Linked DNA regions of Mus musculus: region 2 is linked to region 1. A link is a contact called in public promoter capture Hi-C data. All regions are on one chromosome and are shown on one strand. Each heading gives the region's core, a stretch centred on a gene start, on an enhancer-like site or on the middle of the called end of the contact. The rest is flanking DNA. Distances are from core to core; before and after follow the strand shown.

Region 1 (7,398 bases), core at 2,667-5,166:
AAATAGACTGGTGGTATTAGGATAGCTAGAACAGCAAGAGAAAGTCAGAGGCAGTCTAAAAGGGAGTTATATGTAACTTATATGTAAGAGTAAGGAGCCTAGTCCCAGAATTAGTTGTCACCTCAACCTGAGATTACTAAACTTTTAGTACTGGGGCTTGGAGGGGGGGGAACCAAACTAAGTTAATGTGTTCCCTGTTATTCAATACTAAATCTGTAGTACTTGTATATATTCCAGTTTGCTTCACGCTCCAAATTAAAAGCAAAAATATGCCTTTGGAACTTCATGTGACCGTTGGTTTCCCAGTAAAGTGCATTTCCAGAACGTTAGGAAGCACTTAAGTCTTTAGTATCAAGCCATTATCAACACAATTTTTCCTTTCTGTGGAAAACCCACACTAATCTTTTTTTCCCCCCAAAGACAGGGTTTCTCTGTATAGCCCTGGCTGTCCTGGAACTCACTTTGTAGACTAGGCTGGCCTCGAATTCAGAAATACGCCTGCCTCTGTGCTGGGATTAAAGGCGTGCGCCACCACACCGGGCTCCCCCCCACCCCCCAGTAATCTTTTTTTCCTACTAATGGATCTAACATATAATTTAATGAACAATTAAGCTAAACCAGTAATGTATAAGTATTATACAGAAATCTTAGAATCTCATGGAGACTTAGCCATATCTATCACTAATGACTCAGCTGTTTCTTTGAGACCCGCCCCCACTCCTTATCATGCTGCAGTGGAAACTGGCCTCAAACTATCTTTTTGCCTTAGGCTCCCAAGTGCTACAATTACAGAATTGGGTACAACATCCATCCAGGTGTTTCTTTCTAATGAATTGACCATTAGACTTACAAATTTCTGCAATGGCCAACAGACCATAGAAAGATATTTCTTTAGGCTCCTGCTTGAAACCAACAGCTTCAGTAAACTGCGGCCTTGATTCAGGGCCAAAACAAACAAACACAATTTTAACACATATATACACAAGCAAATTTGTACCCTAGCCTGCATAAAGCATTGTCACCACAAAGTATCTCTAAATTTCAGCCTCACTTTAATTACCCCTGGTTTTAACTTTACACAAAGTTAGCAATTAACATTTTTTGACCAGTATAAGTCAAGTCTGAGATGGAGGTGCAAATTCAGCTCTGGACTTTTGGAATTGGGATAGTGCAGTCCATAGTCCACTCTAAGCACCAAACTGCCCATAACAGGTTTTAAGCTGTGGATTTGAGCGCAGATAATCCTTAACCAGCTTTACCACAAGGCCGATGACTACGTGCCATCACTGCCATTTCCAGGCACATATTAAATAAATATTCTTACCCACACAAGTTACCACTCATTCTTGAAATACTGCTTAATGTTTTTGTTACTGTTACTGCTTTGCTGCTATATATCATAGTGGAGGAAGGAAGGATTGCCAAGTTTCAGGGCACCTATTTGAGTTCAGAGAGACTTCCAATAATCAAGACTGTACAAAATAACCCATGACCTTATCTTTCCACTGATATCAGTCTTTGTTGTTGTTTCTGGGGTTTTTTTCCCCGTTTTTTTTTTTTTTTTTTTTTGAGACAGGGTTTCTCTGTATAGTCCTGGCTGTCCTGGAACTCACTCTGGGATCAGGGTGGCCTTGAACTCAGAAATCTGCCTACCCCTGCCTCCCAAGTGCTGGGATTAAAGGCGTGCACCACCACTACCGCCCGGCCACTGATATGCCTTAAGTGACAGACATTATGCTTGTCAATTAGCTTTCACAAACAGTACTGTCTCTACAAGGCATTCAGATACAAGGAGCCTCAAGTATCTCCTACCTGATAAGTCATGTCAAGAGGCTGCACTTCATATGGGGTCATTTATAATGTACATGATTTTATTTGTATATTACTACTGATCATGTACCAGGAAAACTATTCTCAGAACCCAGTTTTTGTTGGAATACAAAAAGTGCAATATATGACTCAAGTGCAAAGAAATCCTCCATTTTATTTCTGTAAGGACAGGCTGGGCCTGATGACACACAGGTCCCTCCCCGGACTAGTAAGGCAGATGCAGCTAGAGCTGTCTACATGGAGTTCCAGGACACCCTGGGTTATGGAGACTCCCTCAAAAATGCCCAAAAGGACTCCCATGATATTTGAGGAGCAGTCTACTCTGTTCCTAGTAATCACCCCTTCACAAAATCACTAAGTTTTGAACTTTATCCAACACACATAGTTCTACTATAAACAAAACACCCTAGACTCACACCTCTGTGTCATATCACCAGTACACAGTCCCTGTCAAGAGCACCTCTCTAATTCTTTTGTAAAGGTTGGTCAGTTAAGCTCAAGCTAGTGTGGCAACACACCCACCATCTCAGCAACTGCTAAGGCAGAACAGCAAGCTTAAACACTTCATGTTTCAAAATAAAACACTTTTTTTGACCTCTGGATTCCAGTGGGTAATAAACTAGCTCCTACTTTATATTGGAGTAAAATACTTAAGACAGACCAGCAGTTGCTCCCCAAAACACGCACAACTTATATACTCCAAGTTTAGAAACTAAAACTATCTCACTTTGACAACTAAAGAAATGTATATAAACCCATATGCTAAACATTTCCATCCAAATAATTATTTGCCTAATTTAGAAAGACAGTACAATTACTTTCGGTCATTTTTGGATATTTCCAAACCAAGTTCTGAGTTACTATAACGACCAAATATTAAGCCAATTATCACATGGTTACCATTGTGAAGTTTGTAATTACTATGTAAAGACTGTTATGTATTTAAATTTTTTAGTAAGGGGGAAAAAAAAAACCCATGAGACTTCCCTACTTAAGAACATTCAAGTTTATAGCATTAGTGCATCGTCAAACAGCCTGGAAAAAGTTTTCTGGCTGTGAAGACTTCTACACTAGCGGACTGAGAGAATGGGGGGTGGGGCGGTGAAGCCACTCTTTTAAAAAGTGTCTCATCCCTCAAACAGCATTCTGGACACTAACCTAAAAGGGCAGCAAACAGAAAACAAGGTCACTATTTGCCCAAGGGAGGAACAGGTTTTACCCACCTGGAGTCCTTGACTGTGTCCCAGAATGCAACGCTCTAATCCCAACCCAGAAGAACCCAGCGACGGAAAGGCCTTTGAAACCACACCCCAAGTCATAAGGGATACAATAAAGTTAACTACAATCCTCCCTTACTTTCCACAATCCCATTTGCTAATTATATTAACGTAGGTACTACCTTCCTGCGCATCTCAGGATTTAAAACTCAAAACTTCCTCAAAAGCCCCAAACGTGGCCAATATGGACTAGCAGTTGAAGGTAACGTAGCCACCACCACCCCAATCCTTCCGAAGGCAATCTCGAGTTTTCAATTTGATCTTGAAGCCCTTTAACAACGCCCCGTGTTACAGCGTCTGGAGCCGTTACCCATCAGACACTCGATAATGCCCGTCGGGTGCGTTTCCGGGGACTTCCCCTCCCGGCCAGTCCGGGCCAGTGCGGTTTGCGGTCGTGAACTCCCAGACTAGGCGCTGCCCACCCATCTAACGACTCCCCATCTCCTGCGATCCCCGCAACACTACACAAAGCAAGGCTGCCCGGACGGACGGAGGCCTCTAAGGGGGTCCGAGTCCCGACCACCAGGTCTGACCTCCCAGCGCGGCCCTCCTCCGCAGGCGCTCCTCACCGGTACTCGTAGTGCTCATCGAAGTACTTGTCTGAGTAGTAGATCTGCTTGTGGGCCATCCTGCCGGCGCGCAGAGGAGTAAGCGGGATCAGGAAACCGGGCGCAAGGGGCTCTACGTCCGCCTAGGGCCGACGCAACGACTCGAATGAGGCCAACGACCGCAGGCCCAACGCTCTGGATTTGAATCCGACAGCCCTCCGCCGATTGGGCGAAGCCACCAACCAATCACGCTCCGCGCAGACCTCGAGGACAGGTAACCAATCAGAAGCCTGTTGCAAGATTGCGAGGGCGGGAGTAAGGATTGGCTAACGATTCAGCGAGGAGCGCCCGGCGACCCCAAGAGATATTGAGAAGGGCGGAGCCGAGTCGTTAAGTGCCTCGCAGCGCGTGCGCAGTGGTTTAGAACGTGCCTGGGGGCAGAACCGTTGGGTGGTGGGCGGACACGAGATGAGGTATCCGGGGCTCTGGGGGCCGGAGCGGCACGAGACGCCTGGGGGGCGGTCTCTGTGGTCAGGGAAGTCCAGCTGCGGAGCGTTCCAGAGGGTAAGGTGCCCTCCGCTGCCCCTGATGGCAACGCTAATTACGCTTGGCTGCGAGCTAGTCCCATCTTAAAAAGATGTGCTCATGTAAAAGGAAGTTGAAAGGGTGTTAAGTCGTGGTTTCGTGCAGCAAGTTACATATAACAACCATTTTCTACAATGAGCAGGTGTCATTTTTCTTTTAATATTTTTGCGATTTGTTGCAGTGGATGAATTGCTCTGGTGTGGCTGTTAGGATAACAAAGTAACCCACGGCAGCTGGGCGTACTGGCCCACACCTTTAATCCCTGTACTCCAATGCCAGGTCAACACCCCTCCCTCCTCCTTTTTTTTTTTTAGTTTGGTTTGGTTTTTGTTTTTTCGGAGACTGGCTTTTCCTGTGTAGCTCTGGCTGTCCTGGAACTCACTCTGTAAACCAGGCTGGCCTCGAACTCAGAAATCCATTTGCCTCTGCCTCCCAAATGCTGGGATTAAAGGCGTGCGCCACCACCGCCCGGCTGTTTTTTGTTTTGTTTTGTTTTGTTTTGTTTTTGAGACAGAGTTTCTCTGTGTAGCCCTGGCTATCCTGGAACTCGCTCTGTACACCAAGCTGGCCTCAAACTCAGCGATCCTCCTGCCCCTGCCTCCCCAGTGCTGGGATTAAAAGTGGATGCCCCATCACCGTCCAGCTTCAGCCTAATATCTTTAACAGATGGTAGGATAGCAAAGTGTGATCCTGTCTAAAATAATAAAAACGGAAGTCAGCATGTAACTACAATTTTATTTTTTTATAGAGTTGGGTAATCAGGTGCCTGCAATCTTTTAACGACAGGTTTCCCGACTTCACTTGGCCCTCAGTTAAAGAGAACACAAGATCGTCTGACTTCTTGCACAACTTTAAAGTTATTTTTAGCACTAAAATAATAAAGGTGCTAATTGCCTACCGATATTATCACGTGAGACAACAGGTGGGATTAAAATTTCAACATGTAAATAGGAGGATGTAAGCATACACTCTATAACACAAATAATATGGAGGTATGAGTTCTGTTCTGAAAGATCTTTAATTACTATCTAAGCAGTGGTTCTCAACCTTCCTGATGCTGCAGCCCTTTGATGCAAGTGGTGATCCTTAACTTTATAATATTTTGTTGCTACTTCATAACTATAATTTTGCCACTGTTATGAATTGTAAATCTCTGATACTCAGCTCCCATGGGAGTCTAGTAGATTGAGAACAGCTGATCTAGAGAAAGTGCCCTGCTTTCCAAGTCTCCACTGATAGGGAATCCTTTAGATCTCCTGCTCACCAGAACGGACATTGGCTTACACATTGTTTCCCTGCACTATTTATTCTCCATGCAGTGAATGTAGAGAGCATACTTACTTTGTTTATTATCCATGTCTAGAGCACAGTAGAGTCCCTGTGCATGGTGGATACTCAATAATGAGGTTCTTAAAAAATATACCAGCCAGCCGTGGTGGCGCGAGTCTTTAATCCCAGCACTTGGGAGGCAGAGGCTTGAGTTTGAGACCAGCCTGGTCTACAGAGTGAGTTCCAGGACAGCCAGGGCTACACAGAGAAACCCTGTCTCAAAAAACCAAAAAAAAAAAAAAAAAAAAAAAAAGAAGAAGAAGAAGAAGTAGTCGTCGTCTCTATTCCTAGATAAATAATCTGGGAAAGGAAAAGGAAATCTTTATAGCAGATGTATTTTGAAAGACAGTTGCCAGGCATGTTGGCTCACTCTCTTATCCCATAGGTCAGGAGGCTAAGACAAAAGGATTGCTAAGAGTTCAAGGTCTCTCTGGGTTACATAGTACCAGTCAGCTAAAGTTAACAAAGTGAGATTGTGTTCTCAAGAAACAAATGAGAGGCTGGGCAGTGGTGGCCCACGCCTTTAATCCCAGCACTTGGGATTAAAGTAAGTAAGTAAGTAAGTACTATAAAGCAAAAAGTATTCTAATAGATGCAGAAAAATAATAAAATTCACATACATATAATTCAAACTCAATAAGTCTACCTACCAGGCACTGATTAATACTACTCAGAAATTATAAGAAGGGGAAAGTTTAACTGGGAAGAGTATCCATAGAGACCGATGTTAACATAATTCTTATCAAGAAACATTAGAAGTAGTCCCTTAAGGTTTCTCTGTTAGCTTTGTCAACAGCAGGAAGTTCAACTTGCCAGTGTAGACAGTGTATCCTCAGTCCCTCTCAGGAACCTCATCCTGTGTACCTGCGTCCTTGATGTCCGCCACAGTAACAGATCCCTGAAAGGGAAGTTACACATTTACAAACTAGGCAGCAAAAACACACCCTTGAAGAGTTAGTTACATGCAAGTGTTACTGCCCTTACCCAATAGAATAGTCTAAGTGACATCTGAGACTAGTCCCTAGGAGGCGTAACAGCTTCGACTTTCTCCGGGAAAGCTTGCTTTCATCTGGAAGACCTATAGGGAAGAGTCGTCTTTTGATTAGTGCCAGCTGCCTTGAATTCAGTACAAACAGAGAGAAATGAAGCAATGGCCCAATCCTGTGAGTTCAAATATCCAACACTCATGTAAAGAGCCGGTGCGGCCATGCATGGCTGTAACCCCTGCGTTATAAAGGGGGGGTGGGGTGGGGGAGTGGAGGCAGGGCGATTGCTGAGGCTTGTTTGCCTCCAGTCTAGTCCTAGGTTCATAGATCCTGTCTCAAAGGGAATAAGGCCAAGAATAGTAGAGCAAGACATTCAGCTTTCTCCTTCAGCTTCCGTATGAACACCACTAACACACATTCACACCACACACACACATACACTTTTAGGCTAGAAAGATGGCTCAGTAGGTTAAGGTGTTTGCCACTACTCTGGTAACCCGAGTCCAGCCCAGAGGACACAAACGGTGAAAGGAGATAAATGCCCCTACAAAGCTGTCTCCTGTCTTTCCCTCATGCCAGAACACAAGCACCTCGCCCGATAGATAAATGTAAATAAATAAAAGGAATTAAAGCTCTTTCTCTGTGCACGGTTGACAGTTCTTTTACCTTCTGTTTACTAGTGTGTGTTAGATTGGCTCATTGTCACTAAGTTCACTGTTGCCTTTCAGTGTATGGAATATTAATTGTACAAAATGAAGGGCTACATCGTATTTTCTTAACCGTGTATCAAACTTGTTACTTGCTTATAGTCACTAAAAATACTAAAAACTAAAAACAGAACTG
Region 2 (7,398 bases), core at 1,673-4,172, 8.1 Mb before region 1:
TTATGTTGGATTTTGTTTTCCCTCCTAGGTAGCCTTTCCAGTAAATATATGACTCAGGGGAGAGCCTCAGTGAAGAGGACCCAGCAGGAATCATGAGGGAAGGAACTGCAGCACTGGAAATGCCACTCAGGTGTCCGTGGCCACTTGGGAAATTAGGTTCATGGCACAGGACACAGTGACACAGATCAGGCTTCAACGTAACAGTTGAGGGGCATCGTAATTTTTTAAATTTTAATGAAATTGTTAATAAGGAAAAGAAAAATTTTAATATAGTCTAACTATACCACCAATCTCCAGAGATTTGAAGATTTTAATAGAAAGTCAACTTAAAAGAAAAATATGAGGGCCAGAATTCAATGACTACAGCGTCATGGATTTTAGTTCTTTCAAAGCACTCTAAAAATAGTGTGCTGCTCACCAGAGGAGTTAGCCCTCTTTCCCTACACATCCCCTTTTTGATTTCCAAGAGGGGATTCTCTCTGTTGTTCCTGGATCGTGGTATGGACGCACATCAAGGACATGTGGACTATACTGCTGTACATAGGGTCTACAAGCATTCTTCATGGCTCATTGTAGAAATGATAGCATGGAATGCAAGCACCTGTCAGTGTGGGCCTCGGTGGACGACCACAGCACCACTGGCACATCTTTGAGGGCTTCCTTCTCTAAGTAATTGACAGAACTGTTGTGCTCATAAAAATGAAGTCATAAAAATAAGTAGTCCTTTTTTGCTGGTTTAAAAAAGAAAAATTAAAGGAGAAAAGGACAGAATAAAAGTGCTTTTTACTTTTTATGATACACAGAAATTAGGGTGGAGAGCTTTTACAAACCTCTGAAGATCAAAGAGGCTGCTGTCTCTGCCAATCACAAGTTTGATTGGCAACCTTCTGGTCTGACTGGAGCCCTCTCTAAACTGTTAATGAACTTCACAAGCCTTTCTGAAATAGTACAGAGTCAGAACTATGCCGGTTTATTTATCATTTTGAAATAAAATCGAACTTTGAACGTGTAATTTTATCCACATTATTTTCTTATGAGTCATTAGAAAAGTCAACCAAAGCGCTGACAGTACACATCTCCTTAATAGGGTGCCCATGCTGTTCCCCTTTGATAGCTGTGCACCGGGTCTGGGGTGTGCAAGCAGGAGACTGGGGGGCAGAGAGAGAGCTTGCTAAGGACACTGGCACAACGAGGGAGACTCACGAGAGGCATATATGTGTGAACTAGACTGGTCATAGTCTAGTTATGAAAGAGTCATGTCAAAATGGAAATCATTAAGAAATTGGAAATCATGGTAAAAAAATAAAAATGGTGACCATCAAACTCATGGGTTGTGCAACCGGGGCCTCCCTGCTACGTGACGGCTCAGCTGCTGGCCTGCTTCCTTTCCTCCTGCTCAGCTGCTGGCCTGCTTCCTTTCCTCCTGCCTCTGGCTGTGAAGTGACAGCGCTGCTTTCTGGCTGGAACAGTGCCACGCCTACTGAAAAAGCGCTTAGTGTTGTTTATCCCTCTGCCCCTAGAACGGAGAAGAAATACGCAGCCAGGCCAATCTTTATACCTGGTAGTTATTTTCTACTTGGATGTTTTGTCGGTTGTTGAGGGAGAGGAGTGTACTTACCCCTAAAATTAAACAGAATTGTCATGTTTTCTTCTAGCCTTAAAAAGGTTTCCTACATTTTGATTCTTAAAAAAAATTCTGCCCAGCAGCCTGGTGTTTTTGATGGCTTATACTGATACCATTAGACAAGTGAGGCACGCTTCTCAGCGGATAAGATAGCAGGCTCGCAGCCATGGCCAAGTCAAAGCTTCCTCTGCAAGCGATCGCAGGGCCAGGGCCGATGCCCTGTTCTGTTCTAAAACAGCGGAAACTCAGAATCCAGTTTTTACAGCAGGAGTTCTGAACACCCGATCTTCACCTTCTAACAGTCTCTTGCTCACTGTGAACTGCTTTGGCAAGCTTCCTGGTAAAAGATGTAAAAGATGTGTTTTCAGTGTACAGAGAAACCCTGTCTCGAAAAACCAAAAAAAAAAAAAAAAATCAGTCTGTTTTTCTTTTGCTTCAAAGGTGGCTTCTATCTTAAGGAGAGGATATCTTCCCAAGTGGAACAAAATCCTTGCAAGAGAGAGATCAATGACCGAGTGGGGTTCACAGTTTTCAGACACTAAAAATAGAGTTGAAAACATGGTGTGCCCACTCTTTGTAAAGCTATGAAGAAAGGGTCAGAACATTTTCTTAGCTCCTGGGCAGGTCTAGGCAGAATGTACAATGTCTGTCTTACTCTGTCAGTGTTCCAGCATGGCAAAGTCCCCATTTCGGACGGGGAAACTGCCCCTTCTAGTCAGACCAGTGAGATCGCACTGGAAAAGAAAACACTTGTTCTTTCCGTCTAGACCTGAGGCCGAATCCATTTCCCTCCCTCGGCCTTCCTGGAACCATAAGGGGGCGATCAGGGGTAGCAAACCCCTCAGTACTCCCCACGCCCACCCAGTTCCCGCACGGGGCCAGCTGCTGCTCCGAGATAAAGGAGCTCCCGTTCTTACGTCATCACGGGCCGCGAAGGAAGCCGAGGCGTGGTGACAGGCGCACAGCTAATCAAATGGGACCGGCTAGCAGGAAAGGCTAGCCAAATGTGCACGGGGCCCGGGATCGGGACTCAAGAACCGATGCTAACGTAGCGCCCAGGGCGCTCGCTCTCAGAGGCTCGGATAGAGCCACCATGCCCGTGCTTCCATGCGAGGCTGGTAGCTACGTACGTGCTCAGTTTTCTTGACACAAACTGCTACACAAGAGTGACATTTCAATAACTGGAAACCTGTCGTATGGTGTCTACCCGCTTGCTTTACTATCGAAGCAGCTCCAGAGTCACAGAGCCGTGTCCCCACTTCCGGGGGGTCTGTCGTTAGTGTACGCCATACGGAAGGAGCCATCCCACTTCCGCTAGCGCAGTGACCGCGAAGCCCGCAAGGTCACAGGTCACCTCCCTTGCCTCGTCAGTGATGACGGCCAATCGGCCCGGCCCGTCACTCACCCGGACTGTCCAATGGTGGAGCGGGACGGGCGACGGGAGGCGGGGCCTGTGGCGCCTGCGCAGGAGCTTGTGGCGTCAAAGTGCCCGCCGTGTCCATGGAGAGAAGTTGAGTCCCCACGCTCCAGCCGGAGGCTGCGGGTGCCGCGACGTGGACATGTCGGCGTCGTTGGTCCGCGCCACCGTGCGGGCTGTGAGCAAGAGAAAACTGCAGCCCACGCGGGCGGCCCTCACACTGGTGAGTCACCTCGGCGTCCGCAGGGAGGTGGTGGCGGCGGCGGCCCGGGGTGCAGAGCGAGCCTGGACGCGGACTAGGGTCTCCCGGCGGGCCGCGCGCGGAGCTCGATGGGGCGGACGGGCTGTGTGCGCTGCCACCGGGCGGCCGGGGCGGAGGACGGCAGTTTGCCGCCGAGGTCACGGCGTTCCCGGAGAAAGGTCACACAGGGAACGCCGCGGCTCCGCATAACCTCCCAGGAGGCGTCAGCCCCAGAGGATCGGGACAGCGTGAGACCGGGATTCATTCGGTCCAGACGCCACCGCGGAATCCGCTCCACCCAGAGTCCTAAGAGGGGCTCTTGCCAATAGTTAGTTGAAGCAAAATAGAAGGGAGTCGTGAACAAGTGAGATAATCTGTTTATAGGATAGGTCATTGTTTGGCCCTTCAGTTTGCCCCAGTAATCACACTGCATTCTGTGTTGCTTTTCCCTCCGGGACCAGCTAGTTTTCGTCACCGCAGGTATGTCATGGATTCTAGGATTGTGCAAACTATGCTCATCTTACTGAGAATAGAGTAGAATCCTCCTACAAGTAATAAATTCCAGAAAAGTCGAGCACAGGATAGGTGGTGGTTGTTATTGTCGTTGTTTGCTTGCTTAGTTTTGTTTTGTTTTTTTTTTTAATCACCATTTGGCCTATTGCATGTTACTTGGGAAATTTCGACCCGCCCCTTCTCACACCCCCCCTCTGCCCCCGTTTCTACCTCATAAGCATACATTATCATGATCCGCTGTTTTTCATGAGAAGAAATAATTGAGTTGCCTGGCTCGCACCCTCCGTAGGCCATTCCTTCCAGGAGTAACATCTCATTTGCACAGTCCTGGCCTGTGTCGTGCTTTGTAATCTTCTGTTTCGTTATGTATAGTAGATCTCAATTCACACCCTCTGCCGCGCTGCCTAGCTCAGCTGTAGAGTCTGTGGTGTTAGGCTTGGTCCTAGAATCACCTTTCCCTGATTTTCATAGGCACAGCTGTTGGCAGGCGTCGTGGTTCGTACTTGTTTTTCAAGTGTCTGGTAAACATTTTGAACCCCAGCACATAGCAAATGCAAAAGCAACGAGGTGACCAACGGCCTAAAGTGTGAGAGAGAGATAACTAGCAAACAAGAGTAATATGAGTTAGGTATTGCTTGGCCGGTACATCAGCCTGACAGCAGGGAGTCTGACATTCTGCAACATCTACTAGAAGTCAGCCATGGCCAGGAAAGGTGTGACATAAAACATAAACACTAGCTATCTGTTAGCTGATGCCAGTCGTGGACAGAATGGATGGGCTGGCACATTGGGCTGTGTGTATTTTTAGTCAGGGTTTCTAGAACTTATGGATAGTCTATATAGTAAAGGGATTTGTTACAATGACTTAAACAGTCTGTAGTCCAACTCCTCAACAATGGTCAGCTGTGAGTGGGAAGTCCAAGGATCTAGTAGTTGCTCAGTCCCATGAGGCTAGTTGTTTCAGCTGCTCTTCTGTAGATGTAGGTTCCAACAGATGTGCTGGCAAGTAAGTGCAAGCAGGCAAAAAGCAAATCTTCCTCCTCCCAGTGTCCTCCTGTAGGTCTCTAACAGAAGGTGTGGCCCAGGTTAAAAGTGTGTACCACCTTGAACTCAGAGATGATCTTGCCTTAGTCTCCTGGGATTGAAGGTATGTACTGCCTTGCCTGGGCCTAAGCTTTTCATGGCCACTGTGCCTCAAGATCTCCATGCCAAGATCCAGGTCAGAAACTTTTATCTAACAACCTCAAGCTCTGGATTGCAGGTGAGGCCTCCAGCTTTGGATTGTGGTTCATTCCAGATAGAGTCATGTTGGCAACCAGGAATAGCCATTACACTGTGGTGTAGACTGGTAAGATCTGCAAACCCAGAATGGCTCCAGCTCACCACATCCAAAAACAACGTGCTCCTTCCCACCCCCATATATCTAGGAGTTAATAGAGTTGAATTTGCAGGGACCAGAGTCAGATGTGACTGGAGAATGTGAAAGCTGCTACCTAGTTGATGGGCAGCTTTATTTCCATCATTGTACAAGACAGAGGTGGTCAGCTTTCATGACGAGAGGCTCATCCTCACCAAGCTCCACTTGGGAGCGAGCGGTGGGGCCTAGCTAGCATGCATGTTGGTACGCGCTGAGAACCTAGTTCACTCTGTATGCACTGTAGTGTGTACACTGTACTGTAGAAGACTCTGGACGCTTAGCTTCCCAGCGCAGCCTGGTAGAGAGGGGCCCAGGGTGTGTATAAGGACATGTTACTTCACTGGAGTAGGGCCAGAAGATCTTTGGAACAGCAACTAGCACGTGCCTTTGGTTTAGAAACATAACCAGGAAAACCTGCAGGTTACAACCAGGTTTCTAGTCCAGTGGTAGAACAGCCGCTTTAGGGCCTGGCGTGAGAACAGAGTGGGGTGTTGTGTGTTCATTGTAAAGAGAGATTTGTTTTGTGTCACAGTTGTTAACTCTTTGGTCATTAATTTAGGAGCCCTTGCAAATATTTAATTGTGCCTTAACCACAGAGTTGTAAGATTAATAGCCATAACAAACACGGGCCAGGGGGAGGAGCCTGTGTGGGGGCAGGGGCTAAACTGGCAGAGAATGAGCTGTGAAGCTCAGGGCCTGAGTTTCCTCTCCAGTTCCCAGATAACAACAACAAAAAAGCTAAAGTTGGGGGGTGGGGTGGGGGTGGTGCATACTTGTGATCCCAGTGCTGGAGTGGGAGCAGGCAGGGCTGGGGCTCCAGTGGCCATCAGCCACCCTACGGGCCCAGCCCCAGGCCATGTGAGCAGTTCTGAAACATTCCTGAAGTGCATTTCCCAGCATTCTGACCAAAAAAAAAAAAGCAGCTTTGGAATAATTGTTTGGTTTGCATGTTTAATATTTAAAATTTATTTATTTTTGTATGTGTGGTCATGCGTGCCTTAGTGATTGTGTGATCAGAGGACAACTCTGGGTGTCACTTCCCTCCTTCCATCATGTGGGTCCCAAGTTCCTTTACCTGACAAAGTACCTCACCAGCCCTTTGAAAAATGTTTTTAAAACCTCTTCAATATGTTCTCACTTTAAGCAGCTGTGTTCCTATGGTAGTTTACACAGGAGCAGATTAAAAGGCATTATTAGATTTTACAGGATTTCAGTAATCTGAATTCTGAGCCCTTATTTGTTGGTAGATTTCTTGGGAAGGTTCAGGTTGAGCTGGTCTGGGAATGCAGACATAGTAGAAAGCTGCCAGACTTGCAGTGGTGTTCAGGGAAGACCTCCCCACTGCCAGGGTCTGAAGCAAGCGGGTGCTTACCGTCTTTCTAGTACCAAGTTCAGCTTGGTACTAGAAACAGATTGGTACCGTGAACAGAAAGGGCAGTCCCATCAGGAGCCCTGTCCGACCCATGCAGTTCTTTTGACTAATCGGAGCAGTCCCTTAGCTGAACAATGGCAGCTCCCAGAAGCTGAAGGGTCAAGTACTAGGACCAGCTTGGGATGCACAGTCTGTCTCCAAAACAAGGCAGGAATACAGCAGTCCCTTGGCCACTTTAGGCTGTCTGTCCGTCCCTCCGCCCCTCCCCCTCTCCCCCTTTTTAGTTGAGAGCTCCTTAGTAACAGCTCCTCAGGGAGGAACGCAAAGGGAAGACGGTTTTGGTCACTTGACAGCAGCTTGCAGACATTCAGGTCCTTTTAATGATACTTTTCCTTGTGTGCCTTTTCCTGTGTACACGATGTGAATGTTAGTGTTCATGTCAGTGGAGATGGCCTGCATAGCTTACTTTTGTGCCCTGTGTTGAAATTGTTTTGAGACAAACTAGCTGTGTATATCAATCAGGCTGACCTCAAATTCATGATCCTCCTGCCTCAGCTTCCCAATAGCCAGAATTACAGGCAGACACTGTCTAAATGTTTTCTGAGACTTGAGAAAAGAAAAAAAACACCAAAGTAGGTGTCTTAGTTAGGGAAGTCATTTAAGCCCCAGCCCTTGTTGGAAGTCCTATTCCAACAAGGCCACACCTTCAGATGGTGCCATCCCTGGTCCAAGGATATACAAACCATCACATTCCACTCCCTGGCCCCCATAGACTTGTTCAAAAACATGAGTCTATGGGGGCCATACTTAAACA

Evidence for each region. Promoter capture Hi-C pulls out the DNA fragments that hold promoters and counts their contacts.
Region 2: a contact with region 1 is called in a promoter capture Hi-C map of pre-B cells, with 4 times the contacts expected there. The contact joins the promoter of Etohd2 here to the promoter of Cks2 in region 1. A contact is called at or near these places in 3 of 39 promoter capture datasets (liver and pre-B cells) and 1 of 484 Hi-C or Micro-C datasets (CD4 T cells).

What each region holds. Positions count from the first base shown.
Region 1 is chr13:51,641,750-51,649,147 of GRCm38.p6, reverse strand. Cks2 (CDC28 protein kinase regulatory subunit 2) reads right to left here and starts at 3,916. Exons shown (of 3, transcript NM_025415.3): 1 at 3,677-3,916. The coding sequence starts at 3,735. It overlaps Gm52049 (a long non-coding RNA gene), which reads right to left. Exons shown (of 3, transcript XR_003950639.1): 2 at 6,554-6,647; 3 at 5,831-6,467. It overlaps Gm22806 (a small nucleolar RNA gene), which reads right to left and starts at 949; the gene lies at 814-949.
Region 2 is chr13:59,765,490-59,772,887 of GRCm38.p6, reverse strand. Etohd2 (ethanol decreased 2) reads right to left here and starts at 2,922. Exons shown (of 2, transcript NR_015349.3): 1 at 2,542-2,922; 2 at 1-1,961. Isca1 (iron-sulfur cluster assembly 1) reads left to right here and starts at 3,099. Exons shown (of 4, transcript NM_026921.4): 1 at 3,099-3,264. The coding sequence starts at 3,184. It overlaps Tut7 (terminal uridylyl transferase 7), which reads left to right. Exons shown (of 27, transcript NM_001373962.1): 27 at 29-1,012. The coding sequence ends at 96.